3 separate regions of the Mus musculus genome follow, and all the other regions are linked to region 3. A link is a contact called in public Hi-C and Micro-C data. All regions are on one chromosome and are shown on one strand. Each heading gives the region's core, a stretch centred on a gene start, on an enhancer-like site or on the middle of the called end of the contact. The rest is flanking DNA. Distances are from core to core; before and after follow the strand shown. Region 1 overlaps Dync1i1 (dynein cytoplasmic 1 intermediate chain 1). Region 2 overlaps Dync1i1 (dynein cytoplasmic 1 intermediate chain 1). Region 3 has its middle 36 kb from the start of Gm46983.

What was found. A called contact is a pair of places that touch in the nucleus more often than the background predicts.
Region 1: a Micro-C map of granulosa cells shows a contact between it and region 3, with 2.3 times the contacts expected there. The contact joins two enhancer-like sites. A contact is called at or near these places in 5 of 484 Hi-C or Micro-C datasets (embryonic fibroblasts, embryonic stem cells, granulosa cells and 2 more), 1 of 115 datasets of contacts at active chromatin or transcription factors (embryonic stem cells) and 3 of 9 other capture datasets (adipose tissue, embryonic stem cells and pancreatic islet).
Region 2: a Hi-C map of Sertoli cells shows a contact between it and region 3, with 2.9 times the contacts expected there. The contact joins two enhancer-like sites. A contact is called at or near these places in 8 of 484 Hi-C or Micro-C datasets (Sertoli cells, embryonic fibroblasts, embryonic stem cells and 3 more) and 1 of 115 datasets of contacts at active chromatin or transcription factors (embryonic stem cells).

Annotation. Positions count from the first base shown.
Region 1 is chr6:5,761,817-5,764,695 of GRCm38.p6, reverse strand. All of the region lies in intron 2 of Dync1i1 (dynein cytoplasmic 1 intermediate chain 1), which reads right to left. Among named protein-coding and RNA genes, the nearest start is that of Dync1i1, 38 kb to the right of the region's middle. Within about 2 kb of position 1,550, at least 6 of the 459 cell types and tissues checked have an H3K27ac peak or open chromatin away from gene starts, as enhancers often do. A contact at or near this core is called in granulosa cells, where this site is marked.
Region 2 is chr6:5,793,279-5,796,093 of GRCm38.p6, reverse strand. All of the region lies in intron 5 of Dync1i1 (dynein cytoplasmic 1 intermediate chain 1), which reads right to left. Among named protein-coding and RNA genes, the nearest start is that of Gm34527, 25 kb to the left of the region's middle. Within about 2 kb of position 1,508, at least 16 of the 459 cell types and tissues checked have an H3K27ac peak or open chromatin away from gene starts, as enhancers often do. A contact at or near this core is called in Sertoli cells and granulosa cells, where this site is marked.
Region 3 is chr6:5,678,612-5,681,391 of GRCm38.p6, reverse strand. No RefSeq gene overlaps it. Among named protein-coding and RNA genes, the nearest start is that of Gm46983, 36 kb to the right of the region's middle. Within about 2 kb of position 1,456, at least 8 of the 459 cell types and tissues checked have an H3K27ac peak or open chromatin away from gene starts, as enhancers often do. A contact at or near this core is called in Sertoli cells and granulosa cells, where this site is marked.

The sequences.
Region 1 (2,879 bases), core at 301-2,800, 83 kb before region 3:
CAGAGCTGAGAAAAAACAGGTGATGAGAATGAGGATCTCCACCATGTTCACTTTTTATACAGATAAGAAGGATAGGGGGCGAGAGGAAGGGAGGGATGAAAGAAAACAGATGTGCTACAGCTGCTATTGAAATACAAGTCAAGAAAAACCTTAGTATTGCTGCATGGAGTAGCATGGTATTTCAGAGATGAGCTTAGCCTCAACTGAGCTCTCAGTTTTACTGAGAGCAACATAGTTGACCTGTTCACCACGAGTTCATCTCATCCATGGGTCAGTGTCTGAGATATAACACATAGTAAAAATGTGTTTCATGAATGAATTAATATCTAACTTTGGCAGGAATTATTTTATGGTCATAGAATCGTAGGTGAATATATTTCTTAGGTTAATTCCTTTCAACTACATTCCATTTAGGGGCCTCTTCCTTCACAACACTACTGTGAAGAGGAAATATTTAGAAGTCTAGAAATTCACAAAAGTCATTTCTGTCAACAAGAACATATTGATGGAAGACAGCATCCATGGAAATGACAGGTGCTAGTGAAGACTTCACAGAAGAAAAGAAAATGACCTCCCTAATCTATCCCTTTTAAATTAACTTGGACATAGCTGACCAAACGTTCTGCCATAGGCGTTCTGTGTGGAAAGGTACAGCTAGGACTTGGGGTTTGAGATTCTAATTTTAAGTTATGTGCCCTCATGAAATATAATAGAGGCCAAATTACGTGTCAACATGGCCAACACACGTTGCACCAAAACAGTATCCCCAAAGGTTCACTTGCTCTGCACTATGTGTGTGTTCCACTCATTGGCTGCTTTGTCTTCCCTTACCAGACTAACTTTTTACATGTATTTATTTAGGTGTGGGACTGCAGAGTGGGTGGGAACGTGCTGAGGCATGGATGCAGAGGTCAGAGGACAACTTGCAGGAGTTGGATCTCTCCTTCCACCAAGTGGAATCTGGGGCTCTAACTCAGGTCAATATGCTTGGTGGCAAGTGCCCACACCTGCTGAGCCATCTCACTAGCCCACACTTGTATTATTTATTTGTTAGTGTGTATGTCTTTCTGCCTGTCTCTGTCTGTCTCTGTCTCTGTCTCTCTGTCTCTGTCTCTGTCTCTGTCTCTCTCTCTCTGTGTGTGTGTGTGTGTGTGTGTGTGTGTGTGTGTGTGTGTGTGTGTGTGATTGAGGGTGTGCCTGTATATCACACAGTTTGAGTGTAGAGGTCAGAATGCAACTTTTGAAAGACAGTTCTCTCCTTTTACCACCTTGAGGCAGTGTCTCTCTTACAGTGTCTTGCTGCTGTGTACTCTAGGCTACCACAGCTTGGTTCCTAGGTGGCTTCCAGAGATTGTCCTCAAGTTGCCTGGTTTGAGGGTCAAGTGCTTTTTTGTCTGGTCATCCCACTAGCTCTATTTTTTGCTTTTTTAATTCTTTAAGAAACAAATCAGCAAACTGGAATATATTGAAAGTAACTGCTTATCTAGGCCTTCAAAAGCTTAGGAAAGCTATCAGTGCCCAAAGCTGGCCAGAAGAACTGTGCACTTAGATAACCAGAGCTTATCAGAGACAAGCCAGTTATTACTCAGCACAGTAAACAAACCCAAGTATAACCTCTTCAAAGAGCCTGAGGTTAGAGGCCTAGGGATAAACCTTACGATTCTCTTTAGTAAGAACTACAGAGTACTGCCATGATTTAATGACTCACCGTGGACTGAGTTAGCATCACTAGTAATTAAAAACCCAAAAGCTGCCTTTCCCAGAAAACGATATTTTTGTTTGTGAGGCATAATCACAGCTGAGCTCCAGAGAGAATAACCAAAGAAAGAAAATTTGCCAGCTGAGTGTTGTCCATCCTTTTTCATAGACAGGCTCACATTCATTAGGGAACAGGTGAAGACAGATTAGAAAACCTTAGTATGTCCCTGTTTCTAGCAATTCAGCCTAAGACCAAGGTCAGGGTAAAAAAACTTCAGGGTGGCCTCCGTGAAATTCACCTCACTGCATTGAAGCCCAGTTTTGATGAAATTGGGCCTGTCTCTTAAATGCTAGCCACTATATTTATTTTTAAATAAGATTTTAGCCATAATACCACAGCCAAGAAAGCAATTGGCGTCCAACGGAGTGGAAAGTGAGTTTTCCCTGTGCAATTTTCTCCACTGTTGGGGATAATCTACCCAGGTGGTCCTAATTCCCTCTTCTCTCCATCATCGTAGACAGGAAGCCACCCAGGTTTGCACCAAAAGGGCACTTTGTTCCTTTTTAATTCTGAATCTATTTGTTTCATTTAAAATATGGGCCTAAATAAAGTTTATAAAACATCAAACTTAAACTCTTAAGCCAATTTCTAACTCCTTTCAAACAACACAAAACACAGACCATCTTAGCTCCGGTGTCAGTAATGGTGGCAGTCAGTTTAAGCACTGCATACCCTTGAGGTCAGAGATCCATGGGAGTCTGCAGGTCGGAACTCCTCATGGTATTATAATGTCAAGACCAGCGTCTTCAGTACCTGCCTCAAACAGCTTTCATGTCTATTTCTGTTGGGCATATACTATGTGGAAAAACATGTGTTAGACACAAAATAAAAATTTAAAAAAAGTATAGACTCCTAACCCTGTTGATTCCTGTGGGTCATCAGAGATGAAAAGAGAAAGATGCATGGGTGTGCACAATTAATGAGCAGGTGAAGGACGATATGAGAGGAATAGAGCAAACTTGCCATGCAGAGTGTGGTCCATAGAGGAATGTGTGCATACAAATTGAGCATCCCCAAGCTGACATGCAAACTATTCCAATATCTCAAAGGCTTTGAATTTCAACATGATTTGGGAATGCAGAATGCCATACCATGAAACTTTGCTTTTGAAAAAGATTAT
Region 2 (2,815 bases), core at 259-2,758, 110 kb before region 3:
GTTTTTTTTTTCTTCTGAAAAGAATGCTGAAGATGAAGAATGTTGCTGTTTCAAGCTTGAGAAGGTTATTTGGTATCTCTCAGAGTGAAAAGATAACAAACTATCCACCAGCAGGACGCAATTTGCCCAGGTACTGATTTGTTAGCTGCATGTCAGGATGATCACTCTCTCATCAACCAGTGTGCCACTCCATCTGTGTTTTCAATGCTTATTGATGTAGAATGAATTAGTATATAATTTGTTTCTTCATGATGAATATACTAATGAATGCATATGCACTGTTTTAATTCACCCACCAGTGGGTAGTATTTGAAATGTCCCATGCCTAGATGTTAACAATAATGGTGCTTAATTCCCACATGCATTCTAAATATTTATCCTTATACTTAGAAATACATGTAGCTCTTACTGCTCATCAAATAAACTTCTTTTTACAACAGAAGGAGATCATTGCAAAAAAAAAAAAAACAGAGAAGAAATGCATTGTGGGATACTTAGCCCCCACTGATACAGCTATATCAGGACTCTTGAAACTAAGATTCACTGAACATTTCAGTAGAGGGAGCAAGAAGATTATACAAGCCAAAGAACCAGGAAATCTGCTGTGAGACTGTGTCTTCTAGAAACGACAGGGATGCTACACCCTAGACAGTATGGCTACCTAAGCAAGACCCCAATACTGACAATACTAATAGACATACCGGTGTAGAAGAGGGGAAATCCTGCAGGGCCTCACTTAGAGACAAGGAACTACAGACAACTAGGGATGCTGAGAATGGGAGAAATAGTCTTACCCAGCACTGAGGTCCCTAGTTGGTCATCTGGTCTCAAGTAGTTCTCTGTCTCTCTCTCTCTCTGTCTCTCTCTCTCTCTCTGTCTCTCTGTCTCTCTGTCTCTCTCTCTCTCTCTGTCACTCTCTCTCTCTCTCTCTCCCTGTGTGTGTGTGTGTGTGTGTGTGTGAGTGAGTGAGAGAGAGAGAGAGAGAGAGAACTGTTGACTGAAGCACAGAATGGCAGAATTTGGGTTACTTCTAAGATATGAAAATATCATTGATACTACATTGATAAGTTACACTGTATAGCCAGCCTGACACTCTTAGGTTCCTTTCCTCAATTCAGACATAACGAATCAGAAATATTAGTTCTGCAAAGTCTGAATTAAAAAAAAAAAACTTGAGTTCAGAAACTTTCCAAATTTTATGAACAGTGAATCACAAAGACACTGAAGAATTGTGTCAAATATGGGTTTCAGAATATTCAACAACCAGTGATCCACCAATCAGATTTCTCACTGGAAAAATTTCTGAAGGGGGTGGGGGTCAGAGGTTAGTGAATGGCATTCACTCTCCTGGAAACAGCAAAGAAGTCACTGCAGTAACAGGGCATTTCTGGAGCAAGAGGAAGCCTGAAATACAAAGAGATAAAAAGCCAGGAACAAATGTTCCCAGGGAAAAGGAGTCATTTGGCTAGATATCAAAGTAGGCCAAGGTCGTAGCATGAAAAAGAAGTCTGCATTGGCCCATGAAAATCAATTGTAACTCATTGTTTTGTTCTTGCTTAGTCACACATATGTGTCAATCTCAAGGCTGGCATTTGAAGATGCTGCCAGAGATTTGCCTATTTATCATCCTAAAAACTTTTCAAGTGTTTTTAATAGATAAACCCTCAAGGTAATGTTGATAACAGTTTACTTCGTGGGTGGAGTAGTATCCTGGAGGAGTGGCAAGGAACTACTTTTATTAGTATCATTCATTGCTACCATAAACTGTGTTTGAGCAAGGCACCATGCCAGATCGGCATGACACAAGGAGAACGAGGAGCAAGAACATATGCATCAGAGAGGAAAAAAAATCTCCAGGCTGCAAAGAGTAAATGCTAACATAAATGAGTCACCTAACTGGGAGAAGACTGCGTGGTGGGCAGATTTCTTTTTCTTTCCTTTTTTAATATTTTTATTAGGTATTTTCCTCATTTACATCTCCAATGCTAATAAAAATGGAAGACCTGATTTAGATTCCAAAGATAAGCTTGTGTAAGTAGGCCACAACTGCAGGTAGCTTATCCTGCATATGTAAAGATCCAAGGACAGAATTTACATGTTATACCAAAAGTCCAATTTTGTGAAATACAAGTATTGAATTGGGAGAGCAATGGCTTTAAGATGAATCAAGAGGACATGTTGAAGGTGGATTATTAGAGACTAAAGAACTTGGATTTTGCATAGACACTGAACAATTGTCGGAAGTTATGAAGAAATTCACAGCTGCAAAGCAGTATTTAAATCATATTAACATAACCAATATAGGAAATACAAAATCAGGAGCCAGATGTCAGGTGTAGGAAATGACCTCATCTTAGAAGCCGAGTGTGGAGAAAGAGGAGAAAAGAAAAGATCCCCAAGCAAAGTTGAAGGTTCAAGAATGGAATAGAAAATGAAACAGGGCAACAAGGCAAGGTTGGAGACTTGGTCAAAAGTGATGAGAATGGGACTCTAAAAACCAACAGAGGCTACATTAATAGCTAATGTTGCGTGGAAGGTGAAGATGGGAAGGAATGGGCTAGTGACATTTCAAGGCATCATGGTTTGTAGGAAGAGAAATGAATGGTATAACTGCAAAGACAGAGGAGTTGAAGAAGAGTTTTCTAGGTGTAAGACTTGAGCTAAGAGAAGACAAAGGTGAAAATGTAGCCCTTGACAGTCATCAACACAAGGTCACACAAGAAGATGCCACAACCATAGAAAAACAGATCATGGACCATAAAAGGTTTAAAAGAAAAACAATGAAAATAGTGCAATGAAACATGTATATTTGCTG
Region 3 (2,780 bases), core at 207-2,706:
TTGTCTTTGTGTGGGACTCCTAACAGTGGGAGCAGGGGCTGTCTCTGACTCTTTTGCCTGCTTTTGGGACCATTTTCCTCCTACTGGGTTGATTTGTTCAACCTTATACAAGGGAGGTGTTTAGTCTTCCTGCAACTTTATACGCCAGGTTTGGTTGCTATCCAAAAGAGGCCTGCAATTTTCTGAAGAGAGTGGGAGGAGGAGTGGATGAGGCAGGAGAATTAGGAGGTAAGGAAGAACGGTAAACTGCTGTCAGCATATAATACTTGCAAGAGGAATAAAAAAATTTTAAAAAGAATTTATCTATGTTCATCAGAAAAACAAGGTTATAATCTTCTTTTATCTCTATCTGGTCATTTTCAAGGCAATGCTGTTTTTAATAAAGACAGTTTGGTAGTGTTCGTTCCCCCTATTTCATAGAAGGCCAGCTTTGTTTGGACTTCTGTGCCCTATTTCTCGGAGACAAAAGGTAGCTAGATCTAGTTTTATAATTCTGTCAGCCATCTTCATCCAGCTACCAGTGAGTTGATGCCATTTACTAATTCCTGCAATGTTGTTACTTTTTTTTCTTGATGGTTGGGTTGCTGTCTTTTACTTCCTCTCTCTTTTAGAGACACAAATGAATGAGGGGGTTCCTAGTTTATTGTGCTGTGAGGGTGAATTTCTTCTTAGCGCCCTGTTTTTGTAGTAGTTTGAATAAGAAACATTGTCACAGACTCAAGTATTTGAACACTTGGTCCAGAGTAGGTAGCAGGGTTTGGAGGATGTTATGGTGGTACCACCTCTTTGTGGTGCAGCCTGGCTAATCACAGGGGTTGCTATTTAGAGTTGCCTTACTCCATGTCCAGTTCTCTGTCCCTGCCTCACGAATCTATCTCAGCTTCCTGCTCTGGCCCTCTGCTGTCATGCCTCCCTCGCTGTTATTAACCTTACATCTGGATCAGAAAGCCAAATCCTTAGGTTGTCTTTGGCCATTGTGTTTTATCACAGCAACAGAAAAGTGACCGAAACATCCACTCATCTCAACGTTCCTCACCAATATTTTTTATTTATGTTGCTGATCATTTATGTTTCTTGATTTTTCTCCTCCCTTTTGCTGACAGTTCCTCTGTTATTGCCTCCTCACCCCTGCCCACTGCTGGTCCTATATTGAATTCCTCTGCTTGCTTGTATCTTCCTTCTTATCATTGATTATTTATACCAGAAACATTTGGAAATCGTGATCCAACAGTTTACTTATTTCTGTATCTTTGGTTTCAGTATTTGAAGCGTTATGGGATTCTGTGATAACGCGCTTGAAGGGATCAAGCAGGCCTGAAAATGGCAAATATGTTTTACTTTTTATCTGTCTCCCCCTTGCTAAGAAGTGTTAGATTACATTCCTAAAACTAGCCCTCAAGGTCCATTCCCTTATTTGGTTGCTGACTAATCCCTGAGACAAAACACCAAGGTCCAACAATCAAAATTCCTTATTTGGCTAATGTGTCCAATCAGAATTTACCAAATCATCCTAGCACAGACTCCCCCTTTTTCTCCTTAAAAAACACATTCCTACCAAAACCAAAACAAAAACAACCTGTTTTCTTGCTTGCTTGCTGCTGCTGCTGCTGCTGCTGTTGCAGGAGCTATTGTAATCAGCCTTTGCAGCCCTCCTTCCACTTCCACTACCATTGGCCTAAGCCTCAGAGCATCCAACTCCAAGGTTATTTTGTTGATGAGAACTGCTCCCAGTCACTTAGGGTGGTGAATAATCTAGGTCAAGCATCCTACCACCTGCATCCCTTGTCTTGTCAGGGTTTACTTCTACAAGAGAAATAAGTGCTCTGAACCACTGAACTATCTCTCCAGTCCCTGATGCAAGGTCATTTTGTTTGTTTGTTTGTTTGTTTGCTTTTGTTTTTGTTTTTAATTCATCAATTAGGATGAATTTTATCAAATATTTTTGAGTTCCAGTTTAGATAACTACATAACTTTGTAATTTATTCTATTAATGCAATAATTTACACCGGCTGATACTTAAATGTTTAAATATTTCATAATTTAAAATAAAATAACTTTAAAATCCATCTCAGTGTGTCACATAAGTATAGATGGTGTAATCAAGAATGTGATCATGGGGCTGGAAAGATGGCTCCGCGGTTAAGAGCACTGACAGCTTTTCCATAGGATCCAGGTTCAATTCCCAGCACCAACCCTGCAGCTCACAGCTATCTGTAATGCCAGTTCCAGGGTTTCTGATGCCCTCACACAGACACAGTAGCAATGAAAATAAAGCAAGTAAATTAAAAAAAAAACAAAAGAGAATATGATCTGTGGTGCAGAAACCACACTTTACCTTTCTAAAGTAGCTTTCTAGGCATTTGACCCTCCTTGCCCAGAGGAAACACTTATTTTGATTTAAATAAACTTTGATTTTGATAGAAATAAACTAAACAGGATTTCCTCTCTATGTGATTTATTTTCTACAACATAATATTTCAGACTTATCTAATCTATATTGTCACATGAGCCAGCTTGTACTTCCTAACTGCTGATTGGCATTCTATTGTATGAATAAACCGTAATTTGTTTATGCATTCTCTTGATTGGCATTTGGATTCTCTCCAATGTTTTGCTACTATATGCAATGCTGGCATAAAAAGCTTTTTTTTTTGTACATAATTCTCTCTGTATATGTGTGCTTTCACATGGAGGATGAAATGCCTTAGTGGCATTAGTGAAGTTCTTAATAGGTATGTGCTGGCTATTCTTTGTTGTCAACTTGACTACATCTGGACTTA